Regions from separate parts of the Mus musculus genome. Here region 2 is linked to region 1. The links are chromatin contacts, called in public promoter capture Hi-C maps. All regions are on one chromosome and are shown on one strand. The core of a region is the stretch at or near the end of the contact, and the rest is flanking DNA. Distances in the headings are between cores, read along the strand shown.

Region 1 (7,363 bases), core at 2,477-4,976:
AGCCCAGGGTCAGGGCCACTTTAGCAGAGTATGGCAGCTTGAGTGACCATCTTAGTTGCCCACAGTCTCTGGCACCCTGTGGGTGGGGACCCCATGCCACCTTGGGTCACAGTAAACATGGCATCATTGAAGAGGCACTAGTGTGATACAGCTGAGAGTCCAGGTCCCTAGAGGGCCAGGTGACGCCTTCCGGAAGCACGTGGAAGACGCCCAGGGAAGGGGCTAGATGCCCTGCAGTGGGTGGCTGGGGTCACTCCGTTCCCGTTTCACGAGGGGCTCACCCAGGCTGCGGCCATCCACATCTGCCTCACTGCTGTGTCCATCCCCAATGTCCTCTGCAGGGATAAGGGGACAGAGGTGCCACTATGAACAGAGTTGCCTTGCCTTTTCTTCAGGTCAATCTGCCCCCATGTCCTGCCTGGTCACCCTTGGGTTCATCAACAGGCTGGGCTTCTAACCTGGGTCTCTAGTGGTCACTAGCCACTGGCCTCAGCCGCCCAGACTGGCCAGTGATAATCTCTCCTCACACTCTGTTAAGCTACCACAGGATGTCACTGGAGCCCATGCCCAGTTGCCAGGACTCCCACCACCTGCACACTAGTCCCTGGGATCCTCAACCCAACACAGAGGCTGTCACAATGGTACCTCTTATAGATACTGTGCAAGGGGGCTGGGAACCAGGGCACACCCACCTTTGTCCAGCAGGGTCAGTGACAGGGAGGCCAGATCGTTGAACTGTAAGGGAAGGGAGAGTCACAGGCTTGCAGGGTGACAGTCATGAATCCCTAAGGTGAGTGACTAGGAAGGGCTGGACTCTGAGAGGGTTGCATGGCTGAACCCCTGCTCTTGCAGGTCCCCCAGATGGCTCCCACAGAGCACGAGTCTTCCTGTGGCTTCAGTTCTTTGCCTTTTTAGTAGGTAAATTGTGTGTGTGTGTGTGTGTGTGTGTATATATATATACATGTGTGCAGTACCTACAGATGCCAGAAGGTGGCGCTGGGTTCCAATAGATTCCCCTGGAGAGGGAGTTACATCTAGTTGTTGAGCTACTATATGGGTGTCTGGGTGGATCTGGGCCTCTGGATCACCCTGGCCTCACCTCGCCCATGACGGCAATGGGCGTCTCCCCGGTGGCCTGGGCCACACGGTGCTCCACCAGGTAGAACATGTACTCGTCATAGAGCAGCCGGATGAGGTGGAAGGAACCGAAGCTGGCAGCACTGCGCAGGGTCAGGTCACGGATCACCATGGAGCTGGGGACACAGGGACAGAGAATGGGCACCATCACTGGAACTGAGCCTGGGGTACTGGCCTGGCTCCTCTGGGATGCTCTGAGCCTGCAAGCACTGCAATGGCTGCCTGCTTGAGGTCATCAGGTCCACAGAGGCAGGGGATGGCCACCCATTCCCAGACATACACAGGGACATAGGGGGATACAGGTGGGTACAACGCAGTACATCTCAGTGCTTTTTGCTTTATTTTTAGCTCTTTTTTTTTTTTTAAGATTTATTTATTTATTATATGTAAGTACACTGTAGCTGCCTTCAGACACTCCAGAAGAGGGAGTCAGATCTCATTACAGATGGTTTTGAGCCACCATGTGGTTGCTGGGATTTGAACTCCAGACCTTTGGAAGAGCAGTCGGGTGCTCTTACCCACTAAGCCATCTCACCAGCCCCTATTTTTAGCTCTTTTAAAACATACATCTGATTTCTTTAATACCTATTTATTTTCGAGACAAAGTCTTTCTACACAGTCTGGGGTGTCCTGGAACTCACTATGTAGACCAGGTTGGCCTCAAACTCAGAAATCCTCTTGTCTCTGCTTCCAGAGTGCTGAGCTGAGATTAAAGTCACATGCCACACATGGACACACACACACACACACACACACACACACACACACTTTAAAAAAAAAACCATGTTGCTGCCCTGTGGTAGTGCCCCAGGTGCAGTGCCCCAGGAGGCCAACTGACTGGAATTGGAGCTGCAGATGTTGTAAGCCACTACCTAGGTGCTGGGAATTAAATCTCAGTCCATTGCAAGAGCAGAGCCTCCTGTCCCAAGTCAGAACTGACATCACAAGTGAAGGCTGTCACGTGAGCTCTTCTGTGTTTTTAATTTGTTTTGTTTTTATTCTTTTATTTTGTAATCCCTCTTTTTTGAAGGGGTGGGAGTGTGTGTATGGGGGTCTCATTCTGTAGTCCAGGCTCATGCTGCAGTCACCATACAGCAGAAAACTCAGGCTTTCTTCTATGATTCCCTCCCACACAATGCTTCAATCAACAGCTTCCTGTGACAGCATGTGACTGAGGGTCACTCTGCAGCTGTGACTGGAGTTTAAGGACCAGACTGACCTAGGCCTTAGCCAGCCCTGTGAGAAGCCTCACACAAACACTGGACTCCCTCTTGGGCAGTAACATCAGCCCAGCCCCACACTCGGAACTGCCGCTCTGTCCTGCCAGTTTCATGTCCACTTGACACAAGCCAGAGACATCTGAGAGGAGGGAGCCTCAACTGAGAAATGCCTCCAGACAATTGGGCTGACATCCAGCTGTAGGACTTTTTTTTAGGGGGAGGGCCCAGCCCATTGTGGGTGGTGACCTCTCAGGGCTGGTGGTCCTCGGTTCTATAAGAAGCAGGCTGAGCAAGCTATGGGAGCAAGCCAGTAAGCAGCACCTTCCATGGCTTCTGCATTGGCTCCTGTCTCTAGGTTCCAGCCTTGTTTGAGTTCCTGTCCTGGCTTCCTTCTGTGTTGGACTATGATGCAGAAGGAAAAACCCAAATAAACCTTTTCTTCTCCAACTTGCTTTGGGTCACACTGTTTCCTCACAGCAGCAGTAACCCTAGTTACCACTGAGGTTTCCAACTTTGGGGGCCACAGTCTCATCTCTATATCTTGGAGTGTGCAAGGCCCTGAGCAGCCAGCTCTTGTCCTGGAATTTTCAAATGCTATTTTCCTGATGGTCCCACTAGGGACTTGTGTTGGTAGCTCCTGCATCTCTGTCTGAGGCCATGGTGGGCTCCAGCCCTGCCTTCAGATCACATGGCCCCACTCTGTTTTTGGATTAGAGGCCCAGAGGGTATTTGGACCTCAGGGATGACACTTCCCTATCATGGATGTGGGGTGACCCAGCTCACCTGTAGAAGGACCACTTGAGCAGGAACTGGCGCGCAGCCTTGGGGAAGCTGGGGCTGCCTGAGTGCTGCTTCAGGACCTGGGTGACCACGTTGTCTAGCCAGCTGGCCCACTGGTCCAGCGAGCTCTGCTGCTGCAGGGTGACCTTGAAGTCATGCTCCAAACGCTGCACCAGGCTCTCCTCACACTGGCACACCCACGAGGCCTGCTCCTGCAAAGGCATAGCTGGTGAGGGCAGGCCTGGGGATCTTCTAGTGTATTTATTTGAGACAGGGTGAACTCATGTAGCCCTGACTGGCTTCCAACTGCTGAGATGACTCTGAACTCCAGGGTTGATGTGTTGCTGGGGTTGGGGCCCAGGATTTGGTGCATGCTAGGAGGGTGCTCTGCCCACTGAACCCCAACTCTACCTTTCATTGTGTATAGACAAAGTCTCAAGAGGTAGCCCAGGTTAGCCTAAAACTCCCAATCTCCCTGGCTCAGTCTCCTAAATGTGATGACAGGCATGTGCCACTGAGCTTCACAGACTCACAGTCTGCTGAAATGATGACCTCGGAGCCCCAGGGGCTGTCCTTAACTCTGCAATTGTTTGTACTTTTCTGGCAAGACAGAGCCAGACACACAAGGTCCAGCAGCTGGGAGCATTTGGAATGCAAACATACGAGGGCATTGCTTGTTAAACTGGCTACCAAAGGAATCCAGACACGGTAGGAGGTGGTTGGTGGGCTGTGACCAGACCTCAGACTTTCCATTGCAAACATACAGCCCAAGGAGGGATGAACTGCCTGCTGCATCCAGCTGTGTTTTGCTGGTCAGCCTGAGTGGGGAAGACCAGCCCTGAGCAAGGCAGAGCAAGTGGATGTCACTGCCAAGTCACCTGCACATTGGCAAAGTCCACGCGGTTGAGGTCACTCAGCATCTGGTTAATCTGTGACGTGTTCTGCAACACAGCACGTGCCGCCTGCGCCAGGTGGTTGAGGGACGTGTAGCGCCGCAGTGTCTGTGCGAAGGCACTTACAACACCCACCTACAAGGGACCCAGGTGACAGGTCAGCAAAGCCCCTGCATGGGGGATGGACAGACAGATGTGCACACACACACACACACACTTGCACACGTGTACACATGCATGCACACCACCCTGCTCCCTGCAGGCCTGTGGAGACTCAGGATAGCAGGGGATGAAGGGGCAGGATGGGGGACCCTGTAGGGAAGAGAGACCATGTTAGCCCATGTGCCCATCTCACTGAGGAACCGTCTAGATTGTCTAACTGAGGAGGAGAACATCCCACTGGCTGAGCTAGTGGCTGGCTGTACAGCAGTCTTGGGCTCTGCCTATGATGGACTGTGCCCTCCAAATATGCTCCAGGATAAACCCTTTCTCCTTTGTGTTGCTGCGTTAGGCAAGTGGCTACCCATACAGACTGAGGGTGCAGGGGTGCGTGAAGGTGGCAGCGAGCCCATGACACAGCACATCTAAGGGCTTTCCCTCCTGGCCCTGTGGTTGTCCCTGCTTCGGGAAGCCTCAGTGGATGGTAAAGATTCCGATCCCGATGAGGTGGGTAGGGGACTGAAGCAGGAGGATTATGAGTTGGAAGACAGAACTTTTGGGCTACTAAATGAGATGTTCTTGGAAGATTCAGGGAGTGGGGTTGGGGATGGAGAACCCTCACACCCACCAAGCTTATGTGTGGGTGTGGGTGTGGGTAGGGATATGGAGGCCAGGGGTTGAAGTTGGAGTCTTCACTCTCGGCCTTAGTTTTTAATCTATTTAATGCGATGGTGCGTGTGGGAATCGGTTCTCTCCTTTCACCATGTGGGTCCCAGGGATCCCTCAGGGGATCTTGGTGGCAAGAGCTCTTCTTACCCACAAAGCCACCTCCTAGGCCTCTGCACTCTACTTTTTTGAGGCAGGGCTTACAGATTAGGCTAGTGGCTGTTCTGGCGAGACCCTTAGTGCTGATGTTACAGTGTGTACCACGCACAACCTTTTTTTTTTTTTTTTTCTGTAGTGACAGAGTCCAAATTCAGGTCATGCTGTGTGGCAAATGTTACCTCCTGAGCTGTGGCCCCAGCCCCAGCCCCAGCCCCCAGCATCTCTGTACACATGTTCCAGAGTACCTGGGCCACAGATTTACACTGAAGACTCAGGTCAGGTAAGGAAATGAAAGTCCCACCTGCCAACCAAGGTAGCTGTCTGCTCTACAGTGTCCCAAAAATGTCATCTCCAGGGTCATCTATGGTCTTCTCCCTGCCAGCTCCTCTCCTACCCCCACAGCATCCTGGGAGGCCTATTTTCCTAGACACGCAGGGAAAGTGGTCTGGGAAACACAGGGAAGCCAAGGGGTCCCCCAGATCCACATGTGCTGGTACCTTGGTCTGGATGACCTGCTGAGGGAAGCCACTCATGGCATTGATGAGCCAGCCCTCTAGGCTCTTGGCGAAGTTCCTGATGGCCTGGGTGAGGGAACCTGGAGGGGTGAACCAGAGGCTCATGGTGAGTGGGGTGAGCACCCTCCCAGTGGGTCCACCACATGCCATATACATGATATCAGGACAGGTGAAAGTGCCATGGAGGTACAAGTGGCAGCCTGAGGGTGACTGGGGCCCTGGTCACCTAGGGAGGAGGTGCCAGGTGAGAGCAGGGAGCAGAAACTTGTCCCCAGCTCTGAGGAGACACTGGGCCTTGTCTGGGAACACGCATGGCCGGCACAATGATGGAACTCCTGGTGAGGAGACCAGGGACACTGCCCAGCACCTGGAATTGCCTGAGCTGCCACAATCAAGACATATTCATCACCAGAACCACAGTATCAGGGTCAGATACTTGCACACACATGCATGCACACACATATGTGCACATATGTGCACACACAAAGTGTGTTCTGTCAACATTTGAATTTATTTTATGCTGATTTGCCTTAAGAAGAAATTTAGACTTTCTGATTTTGATTTCAGGACAGGGTCTTTCTACATAGCTGATCTGGAACTCACTCTGTAGCCCAGGCTGGCCTCGAACTCATAGAGACCTGCCTGCCTCTGCCTCCCCAGTGCTGGAGTATAAGGCATGAGCCACCATGCTGGGGTCATCAGACTGCTCTTACTTTCCTTTTAATTTTAATTTATTTTCAGACTGTTTTTGAAGAAAATATGTTCCAACATCACTGTCTTCCTGAGATTCAAATGTCACCCTGGCTGGTCCCCAGGAAAGGCCACAGTTCTCTGTGTTTCTAACCTCTAGCAGGAAGCTCCTCAGGGCACTTAGAAAGATCTAGACTGCTGGACACTAATAGTCCCACACACACACACACCTGCAGGGAGTGCAGCGAAGGCTGAAGCTGGCTTTGCTGCCCACTCTGGGACCATGGGCACTGAGCTGGGCAGGGCCTGTGTGGGTCCAAGGCTGTTGTCTGGCTTTATGGGTAATCCCCTCTTTAATGGGCCAGTCTTGGCCATTTTTCCTAGCAAGCATCCCTGGTGCCCACAGATGGCCTGATGTGCCATTGAATCTGAGGTGGTCGCAATGGTTTTCCTAACTGATGACTCTTGGATGCCCTTGCTCCACGGAACCTTCTGGAAAGCCTGGTACCTGCTCTGGCCCATTCTTAGCACCCTGCTGCCTGGCAGAGCTCCCTGGAGTCAGGAATGGGGAGGAGTTGGCAAGTGAGGGGATACTGCAGGATTGAGAGGTGGCTCTGGGGGGCAGGGCCTCGGGATGGGGCCACTTACTGGGGACAGGCCGCAGCACATCTGGGATAAGGGTCTCCACCAGCGTCTGGTACAGGATGTGATCGCAGCTTCGCATCCACTGTAGGATCGGCTCACATTTACACAGAGAGATGAGCTTCTCCTTAGGGAGGAGGGTGACTTCTGGGTCCTCATCGCTGTGGGAGAGGGAGGGGACACAGGGGAGTTTAAGCAGGCTCTGCTCGGGGGCTCAGGCTCTTGCCTCTCACCCATGCTGCTCAGGGAGCCATGTGGTCCCTTGGGTCCCCAGGATGATGCGAGTTACTGTAGTCTCTGGTCTGGGTCACAACTTGGTAGCATAGATCCTGATACTCAGGAACCCAAGGCAGAAGGATGACAAAGCCATACCCAGCCTGAGCTACAGCAAGAGAGCTGGGGCCATGGCTCAGGGAAACAGATCCTGCCCAGCATGTGCAGGCCCAGCATGTGCAGGCCTAGCATGTGCAAGCCCAGGGTACCCAGAACTACAGCAGACCAG
Region 2 (7,119 bases), core at 3,332-5,831, 320 kb after region 1:
GACGGACCTGAGAGATGGTTCAGTGGCTGAGAGCATTTGTTGCTATCACAGAGGACCTGGGTTCTGTTCCTTGCACGCACATGGTGGCTCACAACTATCCTTAATTGCAATTCCAGGAGATCTGACCTGGGTACTGGACCTGCACGTTGGTGCATGCACATACATGCAGGCAAAACAGTCATACGCTTAAAATATATAAATACAAAAACATAAGGCACAGAAACAAACCATTCGGGGTGAATATGATCAAAATGAATTATATACATAAATGAAAATGTCCAGGCTGGAGAGATGGTTCAGCAGTTAAGAGCACTGACTGCTCTTCTAAAGGTCCTGAGCTCAAATCCCAGCAACCACATGGTGGCTCACAGCCATTCGGAATGAGATCTGATGCCCTCTTCTGGTGTGTCTGAAAACAGCTATAGTGTACTTACATATAATAAATAAATAAATCTTTAAAAGAAAAGAAAAGAAAATGTCCTAAAGGGACTCATTGTTACATATAGCTAATATATAGCTAGTATATATTCATAAAATATGAAAAACAACTCAAACATTATAGATCTCCTTTGCTACGAATGTATTCTATGTGCAACACTGCACACAGTGGTGCTGGGATGGAATCCAGGTGAGTGCTTGCCATAGAGCCTGACCCTCAGACCCTGCGATTGAATGTAGTACCTGAGTGTAATGTATTCAAGCTTAAGCATCCAGCATTGCAAGACCCATGCTGTTTACCACAGTAGGCATGGAACTATACCTGCTTTACCCACAGTCCTGCAGAATCAGCACCAAGTTTGAGCTCTTCTCCATATACCTTCTTCTTTCCCTCTTATCCACTCTTACACCTGCCTGTCCATCCATTCACCCATACAACCATCAATCCATCTATCATCCATCCACCTGTCCATCCATCCATCCATCCATCCATCCATCCATCCATCCATCCATCTACTCACTTATCCATCTGTCTGTATGTCCATCCATCCATCTGTCTGCTCACCTATCTACCCACTCACTGACTCATATGTCAATCCATCCATCCATCCATCCATCCATCCATCCATCCATCCATCCATCCATCTGTCTGTCCATCTGCCTGCCTGTCCATATAGCTACCTACTCACCGATCCATCTATCCATCTGTCCATCCATCTATCCATCTGTCTATCCATCTACCCACCCACCCATCTATTCATCCACCCACCTACCCATCCATCCATCTATCCATACATTCACCCACACACTCACCCATCCCTGTTCCTTCCTTTTCTTTTTTCTCACCCTTCTTGCATTCCGTCTTCCCATAAATATCATGGAGACACTTTTTGCTCCGTATACTGTGGGTACCTGGGAATACAGTGGATAGAGACACTTTTGAGGATGCCATACATCAGTAGGGGTGGGAGGCAATGATAAGCAAGGAAAGCAATTAATAAACAGTCAGTCAAGGTGGGTGATAGGGCCAGCATAACATTCTTGTGGCACCAGGAGTGTCTAAGTACACTTGCTATCCTGCACACAGTTTTGGGAGGCTGAGGAAGGAAGGTCAGGGCAATGTGGCAAGCCTGTAATTGAAAACAAAAACAAAGAGCTCATGGGGTGGTGTACCACAGACCTTTGAGGGTGGGGTTCTGTCATCTGCGTTATTGTAGATCTAGATGCTTTCCTCCCAGTTCTTGTCACTGCCAGCTTAGGCAATACTTGGCTGTGGGCTGTGGTTTTAATTGTAAACAGATTGGCTCAGGATCTGGGAGCTAGCTGCTGCTGCTGCTGCTGCTGCTACTACTACTACTACTACTACTACTACTACTACTACTACTACTACTACCACTACGGTACTACTACTACTACTACTACTACTACTACTACTACTACTACTACTACTACCACTACGGTCCTGAGATGCTAAATCTTTCTTCTTAGCAATAAGGGGCAGGGGGTGGACTTTGTGTGTGAGCCAGGGGGGAGGGGGAGACTTGAGTTCTATCCCCAGCATCTTATACACCAGACATGGTGGCATGGACCTGTCAATTTAGCACTCCAGAAATGGAGGCAGGAGGATTAGAAGTTTATTCTTTACTACATAGGGAATGTCAGGCCAGCCTTGACTACACGAGATCCTGTTCAAAAACAAATTAATTTTAATATTAAAATCCCCCTTGTCTGTCTGTTTGTCTGTCTGTCTGTCTCTGTGTGTGTTTATCTGTCTGTCTCACTATTTAGCCCTGGCTGGTCCATTCTCATTATGTAGTTCAAGGTGGCCTTGAATTCACCAAGACCCATCTGCTTCTACCTCCTGAGTGCAATACATACCCCCTGCATCCAGTTTTGTTTTGTTTTGTTTTTTTAGACAGTGTCTCTTCATGTAGCCCAGGCTGGTTTTTGAACTCCAACCTTCAAACTTCAGCTTCCTGAAGGCTGGGCTCACAGGTGCATACCATGCATGGCTTGTTCTAAATGGTATGAACTCTCTCTCTCCGTGTGTGTGTGTGTTTTCTGTCCAGAAACTCCACCAATTCCCCCCCCCCCCAATAATAAAGCACCTTCAGGCTCTGCAGGAGAGAAAGATGGCTGAGTGGAGTTACTTTCAGCTGAGTCAGGATTCCAGTTCCCTGGTGACATGGATGATGAGTCTGTGAGGTGGAAGTCTTCAAACTGTGGCTTTGAAGAAGTTATAGCTGGAGAGAGAGAGAGAAAGTCTTCATCTGCCTTTTTTTTTTTCTCACTGTGATGATGGCAGGGATACAAATGAGGATGAGACAATGTGTTCACTGTGCAGCCGAGGCAGGGAGGGGTAAACTAGTCCAGGCATTGAGGGGTCCCTTTTCGTGAGAGTCATGTAGGTGTGGGCTGACTCTGAGCAGTGTGTGTCCAGCAGAGAGAGGTTGGACCACTGTCTGCGTGAGGGCCAGAGTTCCCACAGCTGAGTCACCGCTGGTGCCCTGCAGCTGCTCCTTGGGTGGAACCTTCAATTTCTAGATCACCCAAGTGTCTTTTGTGTCATTTTAATGTCCCACCTCCCCCACCTCTCCCCTGACCCCAAGCTGGGGTTTTCCTGTAATTCCCAGGGGAAGTTGATGTGGAATAAAACAGAAGGAAGGGGTGGCTGGTGTCTCCAGAGGGGGCTCCGTGCACGTCTCCCAGGCTGGGAGCTCAGTAGGTTCCATGCCCAGTATGGAAAAAAAGCAGGTGGGGCCTGGGCTGGGTCTCTGTTGTAAGAATCTTGGCCCAGTAAGCTCGAGGCTTTGCGCTCCTTCCCCAACACAGAAGAAGCTGGATTTGAGGGTGTATGCCTGTCTGTGTCTGTATCCCAATATACTGGGGAGGGTCAGAAGTTCAGAGTCATCCTAGGCTGTCTAGTGAGTTGGAGGGCTGCAAGGCGAAGACCAGACCCTATGTAGAAACAAACAACTCCCCATTTTATAGCTTGTTGTTTCCTGCTGAGATAAATGGTCTGGTTATATCAGTACTTTTTTTTTTTTTAATTATGTTTACTGATGGTATGCATGTCGTGGTCAAAGGGCACTTTCAGGACAAATTTCTGGGTGTCAGTTCTTTCTTCCCACCATGTAGGTCCTGAGGACTGAACTCAGGCCACCAGGCTTGTGATTATACTATTACTGGCTGAGCCATCTCAGCAGATCTAACCAGATCAGAACATTGAGGAGTCTGTCTCCAAGGTTTGCCCAGAGCCAGTCATCTCTCAGTTCCTCTTTTGGGGGGTCTTCTCTGCGCCCCCCCCTTTTGCCTCTACCTCAGGCAAGAACAGTGAAAGAATGGGAAATTGGAAATGTGTCCGCTGCCTGGGGGAATTTCTCTATCTGGACTCTCCAGCCTTCTGTTTCTGGAGTCCTAAGAGACTACTAACAGGAAGCCCCAAGAAAGTGGGTGGGGACACACCAGGAAAGGCCCAGGGTAGAGATGGGGTCCTGGGGAGGAAGAGGCTGAGTGAGTGGGTGCCTAGCAGGTCTCTTTGATTCCGCTGGGGATGGGTGGGCAGTTTTGGATGTCCCTAGAGTCCTCGACAAAACAACAACAACAAAAAACAAAACAAAACAAAACAAAACAACAACAAAACCCCCTGCATTTAGGGCGTCCCAGGGATGGGGAGCTAGGGGTTGGAAGAAAAAGGGAGCAGGAGAGATCAGGAGAGAGACAGAAGTTTGAGAGACAGAAAAACAGGAATGAAAATCAGCAGCGGAGAAATAACCTACCAGTGGGGAACACAGAAAAAGAAGGGAGACAGAGCTGTGGATTCAGGAGAGGCCAGGGAGGGAATGGATTCCGATATCACATGGTTCCCATCATATAAAAAGCTCTTTAATGTGTCAGTGTTAAACCAAATCAAACACACACACACACACACACACACACACACACACACACACACACACAAAAAGGGAAGAAGGACGGGCGGGCACAGGGCCTGGACAGGGAAGGGGAAAGGGGCGAGAAGGGGGAGGGGAAGGGGGGAGGAGGAGAGAAAGTTCCGGGAGTCGAGGGGCGGAGCGCGGAGCCCGGGAACCCCGCGGCTGCCCTCCCTCCCTTCCCTCCCCGGAAAAGGCGCCTCGGTAGCCTATAAAGCACGGGCACTGGCGGGAGACGTGCACTGACCGACCGTGGTAATGGACCAGCACACACTTGATGTGGAGGATACCGCGGATGCCAGACATCCAGCAGGTACTTCGTGCCCCTCGGATGCGGCGCTCCTCAGAGATACCGGGCTCCTCGCGGACGCTGCGCTCCTCTCAGATACTGTGCGCCCCACAAATGCCGCGCTCCCCACGGATGCTGCCTACCCTGCGGTTAATGTTCGGGATCGCGAGGCCGCGTGGCCGCCTGCACTGAACTTCTGTTCCCGCCACCCAAAGCTCTATGGCCTAGTCGCTTTGGTTTTGCTGCTTCTGATCGCCGCCTGTGTTCCTATCTTCACCCGCACCGAGCCTCGGCCAGCGCTCACAATCACCACCTCGCCCAACCTGGGTACCCGAGAGAATAATGCAGACCAGGTCACCCCTGTTTCCCACATTGGCTGCCCCAACACTACACAACAGGTGAGGCTCATCTCATCCCTAGGGGACTCTTTCTTACCTTCTGGAAGCATCGCTGCACCGACAGGGAGAGAACAGCACTTCCTCCCCACCCCCGCCCCGCCCCGCCCCGCCCCGCCTCGCTCTGCTCCTGCTACTCCGCTTGAAGCACCCCCTCTCCATCTCGCACTCAGAGGAAATCCCTTTGCGTCTTGACCCCTTGAATGAACCTATGAAACCTGGGGGAGAACTCCCGAGGGTGCACCGCAGTTCCCTTCAGTCCCACTTAGGCCTTCAGGGCTCTCCTTCTCCATCCAAAGTTGGACGCCCCAATGTGTGCTGGGCCGTATGAGTTCCTATCTGCTTCTTTAGGATGTAAGGTACCATCTACCTTTATTTTTCTTTCTTCCCAGGGCTCTCCTGTGTTCGCCAAGCTACTGGCTAAAAACCGTGAGTGCCCCCTGATTTATTTCCAGCGGGTCCCGCAGGGAGGTTGAACAAGGGGACCTGTTCAACCTTCTAGTCATGTCCCTCTCCCTCACTTACTCAGCCTTTCTCACTTGCTGTCACAGCTCCAACTGTCATCCTTGGGACCCCATCCAGGTTTTCAGAGAATTGAGAATTCTCACCCCCAGCTGACTCTGGGAGATCTCCTTTTCTCTTTTCCTTCCTCTATCCCTCCCATGTAGCCCAGGCTTCCTCCAAATTCATTATGTAGCTGAGGCTGGCCGCCCTGCTGCCAACACCTCCAATGGGCTGGGATAAATGAATGCCTTTGGGCTTCAGGCACCCTATTGAGCCCGAGCCCTAGTCTCTCCCTGTCAAGTCTTAGTTGTCAAATTATTTGCCCTCAGAGATGACTCTCTTCCTGCACTCTCCATATCCCACCTCTCTCCCAGTTTTGTTCATCCCTCTCTTACTCCTCTGATTTCTCTCTCTTCTTTTCTCCTCTCCCCCTTCCCCTCTTGTGGCCCCTTTACTCAGCTCCTTCCAGGAGTCCATGTGCATCTCCGCTCTTAACACTCTAGACCCTCGCCCCTTTGCCTCGTTCTTATTCCACAACCACTTTCTTAAATTGTATCCCTTCTGGGTGGCCCCTCCCTCCTTTTCTTCTGTTTTGTCTCCTCTCTTTCCTCCCCATTCCCATGGTTTCCCCCCTCCCCCACACCCCGCAACCCTCAGCAACTCAGTGTTCTTTTTCTAGAAGCATCGTTGTGCAATACAACTCTGAACTGGCACAGCCAAGATGGAGCTGGGAGCTCATACCTATCTCAAGGTCTGAGGTACGAAGAAGACAAAAAGGAGTTGGTGGTAGACAGTCCCGGGCTCTACTACGTATTTTTGGAACTGAAGCTCAGTCCAACATTCACAAACACAGGCCACAAGGTGCAGGGCTGGGTCTCTCTTGTTTTGCAAGCAAAGCCTCAGGTAGATGACTTTGACAACTTGGCCCTGACAGTGGAACTGTTCCCTTGCTCCATGGAGAACAAGTTAGTGGACCGTTCCTGGAGTCAACTGTTGCTCCTGAAGGCTGGCCACCGCCTCAGTGTGGGTCTGAGGGCTTATCTGCATGGAGCCCAGGATGCATACAGAGACTGGGAGCTGTCTTATCCCAACACCACCAGCTTTGGACTCTTTCTTGTGAAACCCGACAACCCATGGGAATGAGAACTATCCTTCTTGTGACTCCTAGTTGCTAAGTCCTCAAGCTGCTATGTTTTATGGGGTCTGAGCAGGGGTCCCTTCCATGACTTTCTCTTGTCTTTAACTGGACTTGGTATTTATTCTGAGCATAGCTCAGACAAGACTTTATATAATTCACTAGATAGCATTAGTAAACTGCTGGGCAGCTGCTAGATAAAAAAAAATTTCTAAATCAAAGTTTATATTTATATTAATATATAAAAATAAATGTGTTTGTAAATAAGCCTTTTATTATTTTCCTTGTCTGGTTTTAAATTTTCATGTCTATGGGTATGGTGTTCATTTATGAATGTGTCTTTGTATACGTGTGTGTGTGTGTGTGTGTGTGTGTGTGTGTGTGTGTGTGTGTATTTGTAGAGAGGATAGAGTTTGGCTCAGTGTC

The links. Promoter capture Hi-C pulls out the DNA fragments that hold promoters and counts their contacts.
Region 2: a contact with region 1 is called in a promoter capture Hi-C map of liver, with 2.5 times the contacts expected there. The contact joins the promoter of Tnfsf9 here to the enhancer-like site in region 1. A contact is called at or near these places in 8 of 39 promoter capture datasets (the HPC-7 cell line, cranial neural crest, frontonasal cranial neural crest and 5 more), 3 of 115 datasets of contacts at active chromatin or transcription factors (bone marrow-derived macrophages, forebrain and pancreatic cancer cells) and 2 of 9 other capture datasets (adipose tissue and liver).

The regions. Positions count from the first base shown.
Region 1 is chr17:56,776,740-56,784,102 of GRCm38.p6, forward strand. Rfx2 (regulatory factor X, 2 (influences HLA class II expression)) reads right to left here. Exons shown (of 17, transcript NM_009056.2): 11 at 6,868-7,022; 12 at 5,512-5,609; 13 at 4,016-4,165; 14 at 3,141-3,349; 15 at 1,100-1,253; 16 at 693-735; 17 at 1-335. The coding sequence ends at 223. Among named protein-coding and RNA genes, the nearest start is that of Prr22, 10 kb to the left of the region's middle. Within about 2 kb of position 3,727, at least 15 of the 459 cell types and tissues checked have an H3K27ac peak or open chromatin away from gene starts, as enhancers often do. A contact at or near this core is called in liver, where this site is marked.
Region 2 is chr17:57,100,804-57,107,922 of GRCm38.p6, forward strand. Tnfsf9 (tumor necrosis factor (ligand) superfamily, member 9) reads left to right here and starts at 4,582. Exons shown (of 3, transcript NM_009404.3): 1 at 4,582-5,057; 2 at 5,447-5,483; 3 at 6,238-6,954. The coding sequence starts at 4,629. The coding sequence ends at 6,701. It overlaps Gm11110 (predicted gene 11110), which reads right to left and starts at 5,139. Exons shown (of 4, transcript NR_033508.1): 1 at 5,095-5,139; 2 at 2,547-2,681; 3 at 1,252-1,350.